Regions from separate parts of the Mus musculus genome. Here all the other regions are linked to region 2. Evidence: chromatin contacts called from public HiChIP or PLAC-seq and promoter capture Hi-C data. All regions are on one chromosome and are shown on one strand. The core of a region is the stretch at or near the end of the contact, and the rest is flanking DNA. Distances in the headings are between cores, read along the strand shown.

What was found. Promoter capture Hi-C pulls out the DNA fragments that hold promoters and counts their contacts. HiChIP or PLAC-seq counts read pairs in DNA pulled down with a chosen protein or histone mark.
Region 1: a contact with region 2 is called in a promoter capture Hi-C map of hippocampal neurons, with 2.4 times the contacts expected there. The contact joins the enhancer-like site here to the promoter of Rptoros in region 2. A contact is called at or near these places in 17 of 39 promoter capture datasets (the 3T3-L1 cell line, the C10 cell line, the HPC-7 cell line and 11 more), 2 of 484 Hi-C or Micro-C datasets (cerebellar granule neurons and trophoblast stem cells), 3 of 115 datasets of contacts at active chromatin or transcription factors (embryonic stem cells and pancreatic cancer cells) and 3 of 9 other capture datasets (adipose tissue, liver and pancreatic islet).
Region 3: an HNF4G HiChIP or PLAC-seq map of pancreatic cancer cells shows a contact between it and region 2. The contact joins the promoter of Chmp6 here to the promoter of Rptoros in region 2. A contact is called at or near these places in 8 of 39 promoter capture datasets (the 3T3-L1 cell line, the HPC-7 cell line, cranial neural crest and 5 more), 3 of 484 Hi-C or Micro-C datasets (CD8 central memory T cells, bone marrow-derived macrophages and embryonic stem cells), 4 of 115 datasets of contacts at active chromatin or transcription factors (the HPC-7 cell line, bone marrow-derived dendritic cells, embryonic stem cells and 1 more) and 1 of 9 other capture datasets (adipose tissue).

The regions. Positions count from the first base shown.
Region 1 is chr11:119,738,164-119,740,867 of GRCm38.p6, forward strand. All of the region lies in intron 4 of Rptor (regulatory associated protein of MTOR, complex 1), which reads left to right. Among named protein-coding and RNA genes, the nearest start is that of Rptoros, 95 kb to the right of the region's middle. Within about 2 kb of position 1,413, at least 34 of the 459 cell types and tissues checked have an H3K27ac peak or open chromatin away from gene starts, as enhancers often do. A contact at or near this core is called in hippocampal neurons, where this site is marked.
Region 2 is chr11:119,833,112-119,835,822 of GRCm38.p6, forward strand. It overlaps Rptoros (regulatory associated protein of MTOR, complex 1, opposite strand), which reads right to left and starts at 1,254. Exons shown (of 3, transcript NR_045313.1): 1 at 1,179-1,254. All of the region lies in intron 13 of Rptor (regulatory associated protein of MTOR, complex 1), which reads left to right.
Region 3 is chr11:119,912,345-119,915,163 of GRCm38.p6, forward strand. Chmp6 (charged multivesicular body protein 6) reads left to right here and starts at 1,466. Exons shown (of 8, transcript NM_001085498.2): 1 at 1,466-1,593. The coding sequence starts at 1,531. Gm39485 (a long non-coding RNA gene) reads right to left here and starts at 1,468. Exons shown (of 3, transcript XR_003949830.1): 1 at 1,032-1,468.

The DNA.
Region 1 (2,704 bases), core at 163-2,662, 95 kb before region 2:
TTTTTTCAAGGGCTAACCTGTGCTATGTGGGTCTGTATTTGTGCATTTGTGTGTTGTAGAGAACTCAGACGATGATCAAGTGGGGAGTGAGAGACTTGGGGCTAGACTAGGACTGAAGTTGTTAAGATTTCAGATTTCTGTGGATGTTCTTGAATAGGCTACACTCTTTATACTGTAGTGAGTCTACAGCAGATAAAGGAAGGTGGGATTGCAGGAAGCTGTCAGGTGATGAGTGCTTTCTGTGTCAGGAGGAGGCAACTCTGCTTGTAGATAGTTCAGAGAGACAGAGGATGACATTAGTGGATGAATCATGAGAAAGGGGATGATGTAGGAAAATCGTGTCTGCTGAGAGCAAGACCCAAGGAACCCTGCTTTCTCTGAGATGTGGGAAAGAAGGAAGGGGGAAGAAAGGGAATGAGGGAAGAGGTAAACAGAGGTTGCTGCTGGTGGCATGTGCATCAGCTGCTGTCTGAGCTTATGTCTACATGAGAAAGCAGGCTGAGCCCCCAGAGGCACAGGAGGCAGAACATCAGCATGCCCCCCCCCCATAACTGCTGTGACGTTAGGATGCTGTATGTTGAGAACACCACCACCGCAGAGTGCTGACAGGGTTAGGAGATCAGTGGCAGCAATTGTGATGGTGTTTCTGTGAGCTTATCGCAATGGCCAAGCCTGGGAGAGGCTCTGTAGAGCCTCATGTCATCCTCTGCATGCCTACTGTCCACAGATACACCTGGAAGAGGAAGTTTGAGTTTCTCAGAAACTCGTAGGCCAATGGCATCTATGGCCTCAGCACTCCCTAGGAGACTTGATGCCACTCCTTTGCTGGACATCAAAGTGACTGTTCCATGTGTCCAGGTTTGCCTGTCTAGGGTGCATCTATGGGGGTGCCACTGTGCACTTGACAAAGCTAGATCCCTCTTCCCCACCATCCACTCCACTGCAGCTCTGTCTGGCCCTCCCTGGGGGTGGCCTGTTGATCATCTTTGCCTTTCTCTCTGCTCATTGTTGTGGCAGTACCAGGCGTAGGAGTTGCATGGCATTGCCATCTGCTCCATAGTTGAAATCAGAGCTTAGCTTCACTCTTCCCAGAAGTCTTAGTGGTGCAGTGCATGTGTTCCTGGGATCCGACCCTTCCAAGAGATTGACCTGGTAAAAGACCAGGTATTCCTGCACTGTTGTGGGCTGGGCTTTTTCCAACCATAGCTGCTGTTACAGTTGACACAGCCTGCAGTGACAGTCTGATAAAGCAAGTGGTGTTTCCCCCTTGTGTTTAACGGGATCTGTCAGAGAAAGTGAATTTTAATGAATACATTCTATAAAACCCATTTCTAGCTCTTTGATTAGGGCTTCCCTGCTCTCTCAGTCTAGGCAGGCCTGAAGCCAGCCCTCTGCTCACAGCCCCTCTCTGTTCCCCAGTCTCTGCTTGCCAGGGTTTCTGAATGCTGGGTGGGGCCTCTGCCCATCAGGGAGTACTCAGGTACAGGGCCGGGTTCCCAAAGGACATGTGGCTTCTTTTGTTCCTGCTGCACTGGGTGTTGATCCCCTGTGTGCCAAGGCCGTGCTTGCAGCTGCACTTGGCTGGCTCGTAGGACCTTAATTCTGGCCTGGAGCTTGACAAACCCTCGGCAGTCCTTTTGAGATGGGTTCTGGGAGCCAATGAGCTTGTTAGTGAAGCTTAGCTCTCAAAGGCCATTCTCTTCCTGGTGGTTTAATAGAGTGGATTTTGTTGTCCCAGAGGATCACAGCCTGTCAAGTTTGTCCTCACTAAACTACACAGCTAATGGTTTTGGTGAGACTGTCCCCCTTTTCAGTCAGTTTTCCTTAAGGAGCATTTGACGACATTTGGAGATCCTTTGGATGGTCAGGGCTAACTGGCTCTGGCCTTGGTTGGTTACAGCCAGGGATGCTGCTGTTCGTGGCACAGTGCACAGTTCTGTGCAGTGTATGGACATGGAGAAATGTCACTGTGGGAACAGATCATCAAGGAATCTGCTCCTAGTCAGGTGTCAGATGTGTTGATGTATTTAAGCCATCTACAATGGGAGGCACCTGCGTGGATGGGAGTCAGTACAAGTCCTTCATAACTAAAGGCACAGGGCCAATAAATACCAGTGTTCGGTTCTAGGGTTTGTTCAGTGTTGCCTTATGGGTGGGTACCAGCTCTTAGGATCTGGGTGTTGCCCTGTACCTTGCTATTAATGCATTGTGGAAGATGGAAGTTGTTAAAGGTTTCCCTAATATATCTGGCCTTCATTATTTTAATAAATCAATACTAAGTAACTTGATGATTTAGAGATTTAAATGTAACTTTGCATTTGGGCAAATGTAAATAGCAGACTTAATTCATGCTTGTTTGCTGTTTGTGGGACCTGTGGGCTTGCATCTGGAACACAATATAGATGACAGTGTCTCTGGTCATCAGCAGCTACACAGACCCCGAGAGCTGCATTCATTCCTCTTGGGGCCTACAGTGTGTGAGACGTATGAACTGACTCAGGTTGCAGTGGTCCTCACTGCTGTTGTTGTGCTCTGCACACTACAAGGTTACTTTTAGTCTCTAGGCATCGAGAGCTGGAGAGACTTTTCCAGTGTCATTGATGAAGAACATTTCTCCACATTCATATACTTACAGCGGCTTGGGAGGGACATGGAAGCCTATCACTGGGCATGCCCACTTGCTCCCTTGCAGTGGTCTGTGTGC
Region 2 (2,711 bases), core at 4-2,503:
TTCCCAGAGAATGGATTTGTGGTTATGGAAGAAAATGTCCTTTTTGTTAACAATATTTCGGGGCAGGGTGCACATGTATACAGAGGCCAGAAGCCAATGTTAGATCAAGGTAAGAGTAGGTTAGTATTCTGTGCTATTATATAATATGTGGTCTTTATCCCTTTGCCCCACTAAGGGCTTGTTCACTCCCCCATCTTGTGGGTTCTTTCTAGTTTCCTGACACTCCAAATTAAACACACAACCCCAGAAACTTGAAGCTAAGATCCAAGTGTGAGAAAGGACATGCTTGCTTGGTTTTAATAAGTTTCCCAAGTTGTTGTTATCATCTGTCTCTCTGCTAATTAACAAGAATAAGGGAGGGAGGCAGTTAATTAAGGACTGGTGTAAGCTGGGTTCCAGCTAATTGAGGGTTTTTTTCATAGACAGAATTAATGTGCAATTCAGGCAGACCTTCCAAATTACAGTTAATAAAGTTTTATTTATAGCACCACTGGGGAACATCAAGGGCACAATGTCAAGGAATGTGGGAAAACACTCTGAATTGGTATTGATGGGATAATCCAAAGTCAGGCATACAAACAGGCATACCACAGGAAGAGCTTCCATGGACAAAGACAACAGGGAAGGAGGTGGGATTTTTTTCTTCGGCCCCTACAACCTGTGTATCCTTTGCAGCTTCCCAGTGTCTGGTTCCTCCGCAAACAGATTCTTCTCTGAATAAATTTGATCAGGTACTCAGCCTAACCTCTCTTGCTCCGCATTTTGCCTCTTCACGTACACAAAGCTCAGTTGGAAGAGAGTTCAATGTCGGCCTCTTCTCTATGGGTCAGGCATTGTTGAGCATCCTCCCTGTTCTGCTGGCCCACCGTGGGGCTGCTCTAGGAGGAATGCAGACTGCCTCTATCTAGATACCCGTGCTTCCTGCCTGCTAAGCTTTGCTTTGGGGGATAGCTCTAGGTTTACAGAAATCTGAGGTGACAGTGGAGCCCGCCCCAGTTTCCTGTGTCTGAGGCACCTCAGTGGACACAGTGAGACCTGTGTTCCTGTGCCGGTTGGTGCCTTACCTTAACCAGCTGCACCATTCTGGTGCACCACAGGGTTTCTCTGTCCACTCTCCCTGGGAGGGGCTTCAGCTCCTCCAAATCAACCCTCCCCCTTTCTCCCTCAACCCTCTGTACCTCTGATGTCCATGGCAGCATGAGGAGGCCCCTTGGCTCTGCACACCTGCACTTGGGTTGCGGTAGTGAGAGGCTTGGGGTGGAAGACAGATGAGCCCCCTTCTCACACGTGCTTTGCCGTTTGTGTTAGCGTGCTTCTTCCTTCAAAGTCATGACTCCCAGCCCCAGCGATTACTGCAAACACTGCTTTGTTCCTTCACCTGTTCTGTTCCGGACCCAGATGTGGGTATGGGGGTTGTTTGTTTTCTTTGTGTACTTAGACTTTGTATCCGTTGCTTTGTTTTCATTATGTACTTAGACGTTGTATTCGTTACTCTTCTGTTGCCGTGGTTACATACTGGGACCAGCAGTGACAAAGTTTATTTTGGCTCACAGTTCCAGAGTAAGACAACAGAGGAGTGGGAGGCAGAGGAGGCAAAGGAGGCAGAGCAGAGGCTCAGATCACAGCTGCCATAAACACAGATCACTGACAGCAAACCAGAAATGGGCAAGGCTATAATATCAAAACCCACCCCAACAACATACTTCTCCCGCTTCAAGGCTCTACTTTCTGAAGCTTTATGACCTCCCCTAAGAGCACCATGAGCCAGGGACCACGTGTTCAAATGCATGAACCTCTGAAGGACATTTTCCATTCAAACTATCAGGCTGTTCTAAGTCTCTGTGTTTGGGATGAATTTAGTTTTATACTTCTAAGTTTTTCTAGTCTCCCTTCTCTGTGAGGAAGCCATGTTCCTAGAAACAGTCTTTCAGATGGGGGGGGGGGGGTCTCCTAGCTCTGACTGGGCAGAGTCTTCCTCCCGGTCACTGAGAGCCACATCTGATGAGCAGGAGTCAGGAACATGCTCACAGGAAAAACTTATAAATGTTTTCTCTTCCTCTCTCCCTGCCACCTCATTCATATAATTTGATGCTTTGAGGGTCTCTTATGACTCAAGTATAGGTTATAGTCTGCAGAAAACCAGTGAAGGGAAGGGACATGTTAGGGATATGTGTTTGCAGAAACCTTTGTTTTGTGTAAGCCAGTCAGCAAAGCTATGTACTGTGTAAATGGGTTCTGGGTACTGTCTCACTGTCTGGTAAGATAGAATACCATGTGAAGGTGTTTTCAGCAGTGGCTACAAGTGTATCTACATGGCGACATTTCTCCCCAGTGCAGATACACATCATGAGCAGCATACATCACTGTCACTATGTGGTCATGTATGCTACCTCAGAGATCATAACCACTTGTGACATGGAGGGTTTGTCCTGTGAGTGTAGCCAAGAGGGAAAGAAATACAAATGGCCAATCCCCGTCTGTCAGTCTATACAGAAAGAAGAGCTTTTCTGACCGGCCTGACTGTAAGGCAGAGCCTGGGAGACTCGGGTGCTCCTCTCCATGGAAGAGGCTGAGTAGCAGCAAACAAAGCCACTGGGGTCCAGAGGTGGCATGTGGACTGGGGACAGCAAGCTGGACTGTCAAACCGGTGAAGGAAGAGAAGGACATTTTGAATGTCCTTCTCAAAAGGATGCAGTCGTCACCTCTGAACA
Region 3 (2,819 bases), core at 216-2,715, 79 kb after region 2:
CTTGACAGACTGGGCCTCAGTTAGTGACTCTGGGATGTCAGGGCATCCTAGCACGGAGTAGACAAGAGTGGACAGAGAAAGTGGGTGATTTCAAGGCCATCTTGGTCTGCATAGCAAGTCCCAAACCAGCCAGAGATACCCTGGACCTGCACAAGACCTCTGTCCCACACCCCTGAACATGCCCTTGGTTAGGGCATGAGAACCACACAGGTCGGAAGCTCCAGCCTTCTAGTAAGTTCTGCCCCAGTACTGCCCTTTATAGTCATGTTGACCACAGGGACAGGGTACCATTACTGCGATTTTATGGGGCCAGTTGGCCCACAGAGCATTGGAGACTAAGATATGACAGCTAACCATCAAAGTCAGTGGCTGAGCCCGATTAGGGCAGCTGACTGTACAGAGAACCCTGGGATAAAGGGTTCCTGGCTAGTTAGAAGGCCCCTTGGAATCAAATCAAAACAAAAAAACCAACCTCTAGAAACTGCTTCTAAGTGACAGAAGGAGCTAGAACCCTAGGTCTGGTAGCCAGAGCCTGCCCCAAGTCCTTACCATGGACTTTACTCTCAGCCTCTCGTGCTGTTCTTAAAACCAAGTCAAGACTGGGAGCCTCTTATGCCTAAGGAGTCACAAGAGCCACTGCTGCGACACCGGAAAGCCCCCTCCATGCCTTCTGCCCTTGTTTACTGAAGGAGTTGGGGGTGGGGGAAGGGAAAATGCAGGCAGTTCAGGAATCAGAAGAAGCTGCCTGCCGAGGGATAGCCACTGGCTTTACTGGATTCATAATGTGTTGAGCCTGAGGCTAAGACTGAGCCCTTCGTTCAGAAAGGTGTAAATGAACAAGAATGCTTAGTAATTGGCCCAGCTGCTTGTACTGTCTGCCTCCCGAAGGGATATTACCCGGATGATTGCCGTGGGGAAGGAGAACTCCCCTCCTAGCAAAGGCATTGAATTCAGGACAGTGGCGCCCTTTTTGGGGCTGTTAGGGTGTAGAGCCCCACTCATGAGTGTCTTGTCCCCGCCCCCTGACTCACCAAGGGCCTACAGAGGGCAGGTGTGATCAGAGAATCCCTGGGGTTAGTGTGTCAGTCCCAGCAACCGGGCTGACTCAACGGTAGCCTAAGGACTGTCCACAGTGAGGAAACTAGGGGACGAAGGTGACAGCGCCGAATGGCAGGTGAACGCTGGTGCACACTTCTCAGCAAGCACTTGTAGGTCCAAAACACTGGGTGTGTGTATGTTCTGCGCCAGCGGGGAGGGGGGCGTCGGCTGGGCGGTTTTGAAAGTCAGGAAGCCTGATTTAGGCTCACTCCTGTGAGGTGCTCTGAATTAATCACAGTCCCATCTGATTAGCTGAAAGGCCGAGGGAGGGCGTTCGCATCGCCTAGTAAGTCCAGCGGTGCGCTGCGCTAGGGACGAAGCTGCTTCGCGTTCTGAGGCGCGTGGCTCCGCGCGGCCGCCGTAGGTCGGGCGGAGTACGGTGGCCGCAGAGCGGCGGCTGCGACGGGTTCGGCCGGCCGGCGCGGGGCCGCCATGGGCAACCTGTTCGGCCGCAAGAAGCAGAGCCGAGTCACCGAACAGGACAGGGCCATCCTGGTGAGGGGCCTACGGCGGGCAGGGGGCCGGGCCCCGTGGGGGAAACTGAGGCGGGAAGCGGAGCGGGCCGCGCTTCCGGTGCCATGGCGCGCCCAGCTGCAGACTCCTGGACCAGCCCCGGCTCGGCCCGGAAAGACCGGGATTGTGTCTCGGGGCTGAGCGCCGATCCGTGAGAGAAGGTGCCAGGAAGGAAGCCTGTGGCCTTGGCCTTGGAATCCCAAGCCATAAGTTATTGAAAGTTCCTAGAAAAAGCCCCCAGATAAAGATCCCGTGGGCGTGGCTTTCACTAAAAGTCTCAGCGTGATTCTTACTGGGAAAGGGTGCTCGTCCCCCATCTCTGCAGCCTCTGTGTGAGCTGGAAGCCCCCGAGACACTCGTGTCTCAGGACACCGCCCTCCATCTCTAAGTAAAACTGTCACAGAGGTGGGTCCTGCGGACAGGACACACCTTGTCTGCTCCTCTGTGGAATTCGGAGGCTCAGGACACCACTGTCAAGCACACATCTGAACAGTCCCAGAGCGCCAGGCACCAGGAAGGAAAGTGCCTAGCTCCAGGTGCTGCTGCTGCCACTGCCTGACCTGCTCAGATTGCTTGGTCTCCAGAGGCACAGTCTGGCCATCCTGCAGCTCCATTTGGTGCCCCTGTCTCCCCAGGCAAGATGCCTGATGCTTTGTAAACAGCTGGCAGAAATAACCACCCGAGAAGAGCATGGGTAGCCTAACTCAAGGTCTCCAAACCTAAAGGGTGGAAATAGTGAGCACTCTCTGTCATGCAGTTGATGCCCACCGTGGGGCAGACCCTGTAGAGGACACTGGGTGAAGGTGGGAGACCCAGAACCACACCCAGGCCCATGCTCAAACACACACACACACACAAAACACGCTAGCAGAGCTCCCCAGCTAGCCTGTTCTCCTAGGTAACCTACAGTCTATGGTGAATGGTTTCTCACTAACTAAACCTTAAAGGTGCCCATGGCCTTCACTTGAAATAGTCTGCCTCAGGGTTTCATTCTGTGTGTGACATGTGCCCAGGGCCTGTACCTGTTCATCATGGCTCCGCCTGAAGGGTCGGCATTTGGACACAGAACAGAAATGGGCTGAACAGGAGGACTGAGCGCACTTGGCTAGTGGCTGGGGAGGGGGAGGCAGAAGATGTCAACTTCAGACCCTTTGTTACATTTGAGCCTCCCAGGGCCTGGTGGCCACAGCAGTGACCCACAGAGTTCA